Linked DNA regions of Danio rerio: region 2 is linked to region 1. The links are chromatin contacts, called in public Hi-C maps. All regions are on one chromosome and are shown on one strand. The core of a region is the stretch at or near the end of the contact, and the rest is flanking DNA. Distances in the headings are between cores, read along the strand shown.

What was found. A called contact is a pair of places that touch in the nucleus more often than the background predicts.
Region 2: a Hi-C map of an unstated tissue shows a contact between it and region 1, with 2.2 times the contacts expected there. The contact joins the enhancer-like site here to the promoter of gorab in region 1. A contact is called at or near these places in 1 of 18 Hi-C or Micro-C datasets (an unstated tissue) and 1 of 4 datasets of contacts at active chromatin or transcription factors (embryo).

What each region holds. Positions count from the first base shown.
Region 1 is chr20:37,772,584-37,777,750 of GRCz12tu, forward strand. gorab (golgin, rab6-interacting) reads left to right here and starts at 2,209. Exons shown (of 5, transcript NM_200385.2): 1 at 2,209-2,420; 2 at 3,646-3,970; 3 at 4,469-4,570; 4 at 4,660-4,800. The coding sequence starts at 2,357. LOC103909331 (a long non-coding RNA gene) reads right to left here. Exons shown (of 8, transcript XR_012395949.1): 5 at 3,624-3,837.
Region 2 is chr20:37,860,388-37,865,554 of GRCz12tu, forward strand. It overlaps pde4dip (phosphodiesterase 4D interacting protein), which reads left to right. Exons shown (of 40, transcript XM_073933513.1): 2 at 499-575. Among named protein-coding and RNA genes, the nearest start is that of pde4dip, 7.2 kb to the left of the region's middle. Within about 2 kb of position 3,009, at least 3 of the 62 cell types and tissues checked have an H3K27ac peak or open chromatin away from gene starts, as enhancers often do.

The sequences.
Region 1 (5,167 bases), core at 959-3,458:
TCTGTCCAATTCACTTAAATTTGTAAAAACAATTACATTAACTTAATGGATTTGTGTCAGGACAGCATGAAGGAATTGTGTTGAACCCAACATTTTTTGCAGTGTATATGACAGCGTTTAAACATTAAATTCCGATACTTGCCAACACTGGCAGCTCAACACCAAACAAATGAAGGTCAAACCCAGAATATCTCACTGATACTGCTGCTAGTATTAGGAAATCAGACATCAGTGTTGCGGCTAACGCAGCAAACTCAAGTTAACTCAGACTAATCCAAAGAAATTAGTGGGCCTCCCAAAGCCTGACACCGAGCGCTGGAGCTCTGCACAATCATGGCAGCTTCTGGCAATAAAGCAAAGAGTGTAATATGATCCAACTGTTTGACGTTTCCTTTTCTCTGAGGATTTCATGCTTTTTATCAGCAAGCTTGCTCTTTCATTAACCTCTGACCTCTCGAGCACGAGGAGCGCAGGATGGCTCAGTCAACGTAAAGAGGGTAATTGGAGCAAGAAGATGAGGATAAACAAAATTAGTCGTCGAATCCAATAGTCTGATGTAGATTTCCTGGAGGACAGATTAAAAACAAACTCTTTTCATGCAATATTCAAAAAATAGTTATGCAGTAGTTAGACAAAAAAAACAATAATAATACAGTCTAACCTGTTTAAACCACTGGCTTATATCCTCTAAGCATATTCTTTTTGTTATTTTATTTAAACCTATTTTACCAAACAGTGCCACAGTTCGTTGTGCAATTATTTAAAATATCCAGGTCAATGGTAACAATAAAAATTGAATTAATAATCAGTTGCAGTGGCGCAGTGGCGCAGTGGGTAGCATGATCACCTCACAGCAAGAAGGTAACTAGTTCAAGCCACGGCTGGTTCAGTTGGCATTTTTGTGTGGAGTTTGCATGTTTTCCCTATGTTTCCAGGTGTTTCTGGTTTCCCACAAAGTTCAAAGACATGTGGTAAATTCAATAATCTAAATTGGCCGTAGTGTATGTGTGTGTAATGTATGGCTGTAGTGTATGGATGTTTCCCAGTGCTGGGTTACAGCTAGAAGTGCATCCGCTGTATAGGTTGGCAGTTCATTCCGCTGTGGCGACCCCTGATTAATAAAGGGACTAAAAGCCAAAAATGAATGAAATGAATAAATGAATGACTGAATTAATAATTTTTCTAAATGTATAATTATTATAAATTTAATGTATTTTATTTAATTTTCACATTTTATATATTTTTTTATTTTGTATATATATTTTATTCTTCATTTATTTATTTAGCGCTGTGACCAAGGTCAACATGGATTTCCTTTTAACTTTTTTTTTAAACATAATTGATTAAATTTATAATATTGAATAAATACCATACAGGGATGTCCAAACTCGGTCCTGGAGGGCCGGTGTTCTGCATTGTTTAGCTTTCAATTCCTTTAACACACTTGTCTTGCCTGGAAGTTTTAGTATACCTAGAAATAGCTTGATTAGCTGGTTTAGGTGTGTTTAATTGGGGTTGAAATTAAAATATGCAGGACACCCCCCCTCCAGGACCGAGTCTGGGCATCCCTGCCATAGAAAGTCTGTCTTAATACTGTATAGACCATTTTAATGTGGTGATGTTATTGGCCCATGAACATTTCCTGCTTGTTATCAAGCTATTTCATAACTGTAACAAGAGCCAGTTCAGTCATAACTTAATGTTAAAACAGCTATTATAACATTATTGATCAATATGTGAACCTTTTTGCATTCTCGTAAGCTACAGAAATGAAAAATGTAAAACAGGAAATACATTAGGAGCATTGTTATTGTTTACATTCCTTAAAATGGTGCAGTTATTGTTGTATTTTTGTTTGTTTTTAGTGAGTCCACGCTTCAAAATCCCAGTGGATGCAGTAAATTACCTTTTTAGCTTACTGTTTATAAATACTGGATACATCTTTTCATTTTTTTAGTAGGGAACGTTTTTATAAAGTTTATTTCCTATAACTATTGCCTGCAACTAAAAACATAAGTACATCATAACATAAAAAAATATTTAATCAAATTTACAAGAAAATTATACAATTATAAACAGTTGTATTTCGTTCGAAATATTATACTCATACAGCATATACAATATCAGTGTAAATAATAAAACAAAACAGACAGGCAACTTCAGAGGGCACACGCGAAGGGGGCCTTTTTAGGGTCTTGAACGTGGCAGTCTTTATACACAAACATGGCGGCCAGATGAGCTCTTAAAATTGTTACCGTATTTGTAGGTAAAAAGGAACATTTAAATCAACAACTATTTGTCTTTGCTAATGCCCGATTTACATTATAGCTGCGAGCAACTCTATAGTGTATTGAAAATGGCTGCTTGGGCTGGATTTTCAGAGGAAGAACTGCGAAAACTGCAGCACAACGGCGAAGTTGGTGAGTACAAGTGCTAAAACTTCACTCGAAAACTTTTTTTCATTCGTGCCGTCTGCATGCATATGTAACCAAATCAATTGAGGTAACGTAAAGTTGGTTTTATATTCACACATTCGGACTTTCTCCTTAATAATTTAATTTTAAAAATTCTTTGCAAATTGTAAATATAGCAAATAATTTAATATTTAATATTAGCAGCCAATGATACGGTCAACCAAATAGTCCTAATGTTGTTTTTGAAGTCATATTTGCATGCGATTTCTGACCGAATATTCAAAATAAAGTGATAAAAAAAACATTGGGACCGTTTCACTGTGCGATAGTGCGAATATAAAGCCAACTTTACCTCAATTACTAAATCGTCATTTATTCTGACTGTATTTTGTAAGTTATTAAGCCAAGACACTGCTGGTGAATAAGGTAAAATGTAGTACTATCAACAGTATTTACTCAGTTTATTAAGTATTTGTTTATGTATTTAAGAATACGTTAAGAAACTGTTTTACATTACAAGAGTTATATTAATGTTACGTTGAAATACGCCAAAGATTTAATGCAAATTATTGCACATTGAACATGAAGTCAGTTAAGTTCAAAATTCTTGGCTTTAATTTTATTTTAATGTTGTTAGTATTATTTTTAGTAAATGTTAAAAACAACAATGTTTTTAGGTGTGGATAACTTTTAAAAAAAATATAAACCTTTCCATAAATCAGAAAATACTGCAAACTGCTAACAAAACATGTTCACTAATTTGCAGAATAAAAATTTGTATATAGTCAGGCAAATTATGTTTGCACATTCCTCTTTTAAAAAGTTGAAATTCACTCACCTTCAGCTTATTCCCATATTTATCAGGGGTTGCCACAGTGGAATGATCTGCCGATTACTATGGCAACAGATGTCTTTCCAACTGCACTTCAGAATACAGATATGAATAAATTTGTTTATGCAAGTGTTGCTTAAGGGTATATTTTTGACATTTAGACTCTGTGCTAAAAATGCAGCAAGAAATTAAAGTGTATATTCTATTGACAATAGATTTAAAACCCAAAAAGGTCAAATTTGACAGGTTCATGTAACAATTTTTTTTTTTTTTTTGCTTACAGTGCTTCGTCTTAAATACATCTCAGAAAGTCTTAAGATATATGCACAAGTTAGTCTCAGATTTTAGGGCTCAGACACTTATTTGAGTAGTGATACCTCTGTTCAAATCATCCTCCAGCAAATCAGGCTGTGTCTGTCACATTGGGTCGTGGCCGGGAACCTGCTCAGACTAACCGGAGCAGACAGCAGCTGCAGCGGGAGAGGGCTCTTCAGCTGGCGGCCAAACAGAAGGAGATCAGTCAGTCTCTTCTATCCGACCAACAGCTTACCAGACCACCAGAGCCACCAGCTTCCAGTCACCCCGCTCCTCCTGCTGAAACACCAGACGAGCAGTCAGTACCGGTCAAGCATGAGGCAGAACCTGTTAAGCCTGACCCAGCATCCCCTGTCCAGTCTATACCACCTGCAGACTTCAAGGAGCTTGACAAACAGGAAGTGGAATTGTTAGTAAGTCCATTTCCTTTGCAAACACTAGCTCAGACACTGTTTATAGCTTACATCTTTATAAAAAGATAGTTTACCCACCCATTTATTGCTGATTTTACTCATTCGACTTTTTTGATTCAGTAGAAAATTTAATAAACACATTTTTGCTGAAATTGTGCCCCCTGGTGATTTTGCTAATTGGCTAGTCCAGGGGTGGCCAACCCTGTTCCTGGAGAGCCACCTTCCTGCTGATTTCAGTTGCTACCCATATCAAACAAACGTGAATCAATTAATTAGGACCTGAACACCACGTGATAATTACAGGCAGGTGTGTTTGATGTGGGTTGCAACTGAAATCTGCAGGAAGGTGGCTCTCCAAGAACAGGGTTGGCCACCCCTGGGCTAGTCAATAGCTAGATGGACTTGGAAAGGCAAATTTAAATGAACACCTGAAATATGCTTATTTTATATAACATTTAACAACTAAATAATGTTTGTGTGCATTGTTGTAACAGGCGGGAGAAGAACCGTCTGCAGCAGTTGCAGTGGGAACAGAGGATCATGGAAGAGAAGAATAAAAAAAGAAAAGCTCTCCTTACAAAGACTATTGCTGAAAAGTAAGAGCAAATCTCTCCTTTCAAACGATCAAAACCCATCTGTCTAAAGTTTAATACTATTTTGAATGTGTGCAAAATCCCTTTTGCAGGTCTAAACAGACACAGGCTGAAGCCATAAAACTGAAGAAGATCCAGAGAGAACTTCAGGTGCTTGATGATTCTGTGTCCAGTGACATTGGGGTTCTCAGAAAACTGATCGAGCAATCCAGCATGGATTATTCCCTGGCATGGTGATTATTATTATTACAGTCTATTCCATGAAAACAAAACAGAGATTTCAGCAGCTTCTTGTTGAAAGTGTCACTTTGTTTAAAGTATGTCACTTTAAAATAGTAGTTGGCCAAACTGAGTACTACTGATCTGATTATTAATATTAATACTGGATATAGTACATTGAATCTGTTAATTCAGGAGTGAAAATGCTGCCCTCTGTAGCCTCTATATATCAATTCAACTAAATTATGAACAAGACAACTGCATGTGCATGTGAATTATTACTTGTAACTTTTGCACAATTTACACTTTTCACACAATATTGCTCCTTTTGAATTTTTTTTTGCAATAAAGTTTAACATTTTTAAATGACAATATAGTGAA
Region 2 (5,167 bases), core at 1,759-4,258, 89 kb after region 1:
GGAAACTCAACCACTTTACTGCTTGAATGCAATAGATGCAAATGCACTGCAAAGAAAAAATTTTCTTCCAGATCCTACAATTTTTAACTTTAGCTGGAAGAAGAGTTTAAAATGGGACTTTTAAAAATGTAAGAACATTTTAGAGCAATTTTTTTCAGTGAAAAACTGCAAAGGTCTGTTGGTAAAAGTAGTGTTAAAAATAAAGTTTGTGGCATGAATTTCTTAGAGAATATTTATTAAATTCTAATTTGTAAATATAAATTAGATTAAGGATAAGCAAATCAGTATGGTAGAGCAGCATGGAAATTTATGCACTTCAATGCTTCAATTCACGCAAATGCACTACAAAACAAAAACGGTTATCCCGATCCTGAATTATAGGATTTAGCTGGAAGAAGAGTTTAAAGTTTGATTACAATGACCTAAAAAATGTAAAAACACTGAAAAACGGCAAAACTCTCTTCATAAAATTTTTTATTCTTTTTTTTTTTTTTTCAGAACATCGAGCTAAAGGTTGAGGTGGAAAGTTTGAAACAAGACCTCAAGGAAAGACAGGAACAGTTTGACAAGGCACTGTAAGTAAACACCACACACGTCTACAGTATGTTATTAATATATTTTTATATACTTATGGAAGACAAATTATTCATGAACTGTACGGTGCAGTCACCATGTACTTTTACTCTTTGAAATATATGGTCAAAATGCATGTCTAAAAGAAATCCACACATTCAGGTGTTTTGAATGACTATGAAATACATTCACACAGCAGAATATGGTTGTCAATCCTTAGCATTAAATCTAGTTACTTTTACACACCTCAGTTATAAATTTAAGAGTGTATATAAGCCTTGTATATTCAGAAAAACAGTCTGTTTGTTCAGTCTGGAGATCCTCTCTTTCACTCTAAATGCTGGTCAGTGGCCAAATACTATCAGCATAACTGCCTCTATAGGCATATGTGAGTTATCTTGCTGACTTGCCAAATGCAAAAGACCAGAGCCCACCGCCAAGTCCATGTCAGACACTTATCAAGTTTGGGGTAACAGGCAACAATACCCTATGAAATGTCCACATGCCCCCTGTAACCTTTTTGTAACAGGTTTTTCAGTAACATTTTAGTTTAGGTAACAATTCATGGTATTAACAAAGCATTAACTTACTACTACTACTAACTAACTACTAGCTTAATAAACTTTATAATTAGTCAGTAAGGTAGAAGTTGGGTTTAGGTTTTGGGTAGGATTAAGGATGTAGAATAAAATCATACTTTAATACCATAGATATATACACTAGATATCGCATACGGACCCTGAGCATGCGTCAATAGCGCCGCCACATTTGTACAGTGCACCTAGGACAAATGTCATTCAACCGGACTAGTTAAGACCAAAACCAATGTGAAGATGCTGGATTAAGCGCTGTGTACGAGTGTAATTACAAGCAAACAAAGAAAACAAAGCACAAAGGCAGAACATTTCATCGGTAAGATTTCGTTTTTTACGTTTTTGTGTCACAAACTTTTGTGCTAAACAAGTATTGATGATAATACAGTCTCTTACTGCACTGATCACTGATCATAAGGCAAACACCAACTCGCACTAAATACTCAGCTTATGCTAGTTTTGTTGAATAAAATTAGCAAACCAGGTAAATGAAATATGACAACAAGATATTGCTAGAAACTAGAAACTTATCAGCTAAGTGAACGAGTCGTTCATAACGGGAACTTATACACAAATGAATCGCTCCCTCCGTTAGAATAAGAAGTGAAAGCAGTAGAGAGGGTGTGTTTCAAGACACGTATTAGATCAAATTTAACAGAGAGGGTGGATAATACATGCCCGTGCGGTCACTTATCCATCAATGTAGGTAAGTGATGTGAAATTATAATTTTCATAATTAAAAGAAATATTTGCATACTGACCACCGGGAAAATTCCTGATCATATATATATATATATATATATATATATATATATATATATATATATATATATATATATATATATATATATATATATACCATCACTCCGGATCGCCAGTCCTCCACTGTACCTTGGTCCCGCATTCATTTTAAAGAAGCGCTACCCTGTACTAAAATGGCAGCTCTATTGACACATTTCTTTCAATAGACAACAACAGGGTAGGCGACATCTAATGTAAATATCTTTGGTTTATTACTATTAAAGAACAGTTATTATCTTTTTAATAGGTAGGTAATAAGTCAGTAGTAAACCGCATGGATTGTGACATAAACTAAAGTGTTACCGATTTTTCTAAGAGGTATATTTTGCTGCATTTATTTGATTGAATAAGTATATTGAGGTTTTGTAAAATATTTGTCATCTATTTATTATACTTGTATGTTTACATGATGGTAAGACTGAATTTTTAGTCATGCTTCTTAATATGCTAATTTAAAACATTTATTATTAGTAGTATTAATAATGTTGGAAACAGGCTTAGCAGTGCTGCTAAAAGCTTTTTTTAAATTCTTAGATAAAAAAAAGTTCAAATGATTTACTTTTATTTTAATAAATCTTTTGTTTAACAATGTAAAAGTATTTGCTTTCTATACCATCTCAATAAAAGTGTACATATCAAGCCACAAAAACCTTAATTATACAAAACAATGATACCAAAACTGCAAAAAATAAAAAATAATAGTAAAATAAAAGTGCACTTGTCTATAGCAATTAATTCTCAGTAAAACATATAAAGAACTACTTAATCATCACATATGCAGGGTTCTAAATTTTTTACCTGATCGCAGAAGCTTTGCTTGTTCTTGTCTGGTTGGGTGGACAAGTGTCAGTAAAGTTTCAGTTTACAACATTATTCTTTTAGGGATCACCTATAAATGAGACCCCCTTCCTTTGTGTTATTGTTCAGGTGACATCATTGCTCTGCCGTAGTGTCGTTTCCATCACACGCTCTGTATGGCTTTGATGATGTGTTTGCCAATGACCTGAGTCTCAGTCTTTAGCCGTCAAGCGAAAATTCCCCTCGTAATTTCCCCTCAAACCAACATTGGGCTCTCTGGGGACTACAAAACCGAGCAGAACTGTATGATATCACTAACCAAACTAAATGGCATGTCTGTAGGCTGTGATTGCTAACACTAACTGATGCAGAGGCTGACCGGGACGATCATGCAGTAATGGATGTTCTGGCACAGCTTGGTTAAAAACCCAAAGGTGCCATTTGCTCTGGATCAAACAATTACAGTGGGGTCAACGCCGCAGCCATCATCACATTCAAAAACAGACCTGGAAAAGCCGTTATGAGGTGCTCGAAGGGGCTTTAGAGGACTGGGCTGAGTGAGAGGCTCTCAGACACTCCAGAATACTTAAAGTGTCAGAGAAACACCTTTCAAACTCAGAACAAACTATTAAACGCATCTCAAAGGAGGCATGAGCAAAGATGGTTACGACTCACCTTCGCTTCTTTTGCTTTAATAGCCTATGGAGGATTGAAAAATGAAATGAAACTCTTTTTAGAGTGGGAAAGGTATGAACGTGGTCAGGGACAAAGATTAAATAAGTCAAACATGACCAATTGTGGTGAATTCTCACTTTATTTTTTTCCAGTGGACACCAATAAATTAAGCCAAAGCTTGTGAAATGTGTTGTATAATAAAGGAATTAAATATATACATTTACATGTATTATGCTACGCGCTATTCTTTGTTTTTGTTAATTGTCAGCAAGTGGTTTTGTCATTTAATTTAATAATTTAATAAATTGTATTACAATCAGTTGTTGTTTTATGAATTTTAGTTCATGCAGGTCAGAATAAATATGTCATTTCATTATTATACAAATTTATCTGTAACACTTCACTATAAGGTTGTATTAGTTCATCTTAGTTAATGTATGTACAAACATAAATAAACAATGAACATTACCTTTATTGCAAAATTTATTCAACGTTGTTCATATAATTAGGTAATGAAAATAAAATTGTTCTTTGTTAGGTTGTTAACTCACAATGTATTTACAATTTTTAAAGAGCCCCTATTATGCATTTAAAAGGGTTATATTTCGGTTTTGGGGGTCTCCAACAACAGTCTGATATGCATGCAAGGTTTTCAGGGACAAATGTTGGCAGGTATGTGTGTGAGCCCAATGCAGGAGTGCGTCAAAGCAATGCAGTGTAACACCAGTATATTGCTCTATTTTTAACCATAAGTAAACATAAGTAACAGTGACACACATTCAGTGGCAAAAGCTAAACTATTTTGAAACTTGGCCGCCGCACATGTGTAGGAACAGCTGACGGAGGCCGTAGCAACGAGAAACTGCAGTGGATCGCAAGCTCAAAAAACATTTAAATCGGTAAATAAAGCAGCATGCGTCACATTTTCAACGTGGCTTTAGATGGGATATGAGAACATAAAGAGTTAACCAGATACAGTACAACCAGTTACAAGTAACAAAACACAATTAAATACATAATTTGCAAGCTAGAGAATACAAGGAGGCAACCATTATAATCGCACTTAAGCTACTTACACTTGTGAAATGGAGGAAGGAACTGATATATGAACTGTGTACTGTAAAGATCCTGTCAAGCTCTGACAAAGTCCCACACATCAATTGTCTCTTCTGATCCTTCCTTTAACAAACGGCAGAAGAATGCCTCGTTGTACGCCTGTAGATTGCTGTAGCACTCGTCAGAAAAATGACAGGAACACAGCACAAGGATGGGGCTATAATGCTGAGGTATTTTTGCAATAATAAACTTCAACCACTGACTCTTCACAGCCTTGTTTTTGGGTAGGGAAAATAACACTAACTTTCCCTCACACTTCAGAGCACTGCGTATATGCAACTTGATTCAAGCGGGATCTGCTACAGTGTTTGTGGGCGGGACCAGGGGGGTTACATTTTTTCCAGGTCTGCGCACACAGCAAATGGGCAGGCTTGAGTTCTCTATCGACGTCTCACTGGCTCGTTACATCGGCAATTCATTCAAACCACTATGAGTTGACTCTTTTATAGATGAATCAATAGTTTTAAACATGGTGCACTTTCAGATTAAGCCTAAGCTGGATATTTTACTTCAGCATGGCAGTAGTAATAATTTAGATTTAGACTCTCTGCTTTTAAACTCGCAGCTTTCAAAAGCAACTTTTTCTCACTTGTATAAATGGATTTATTTGT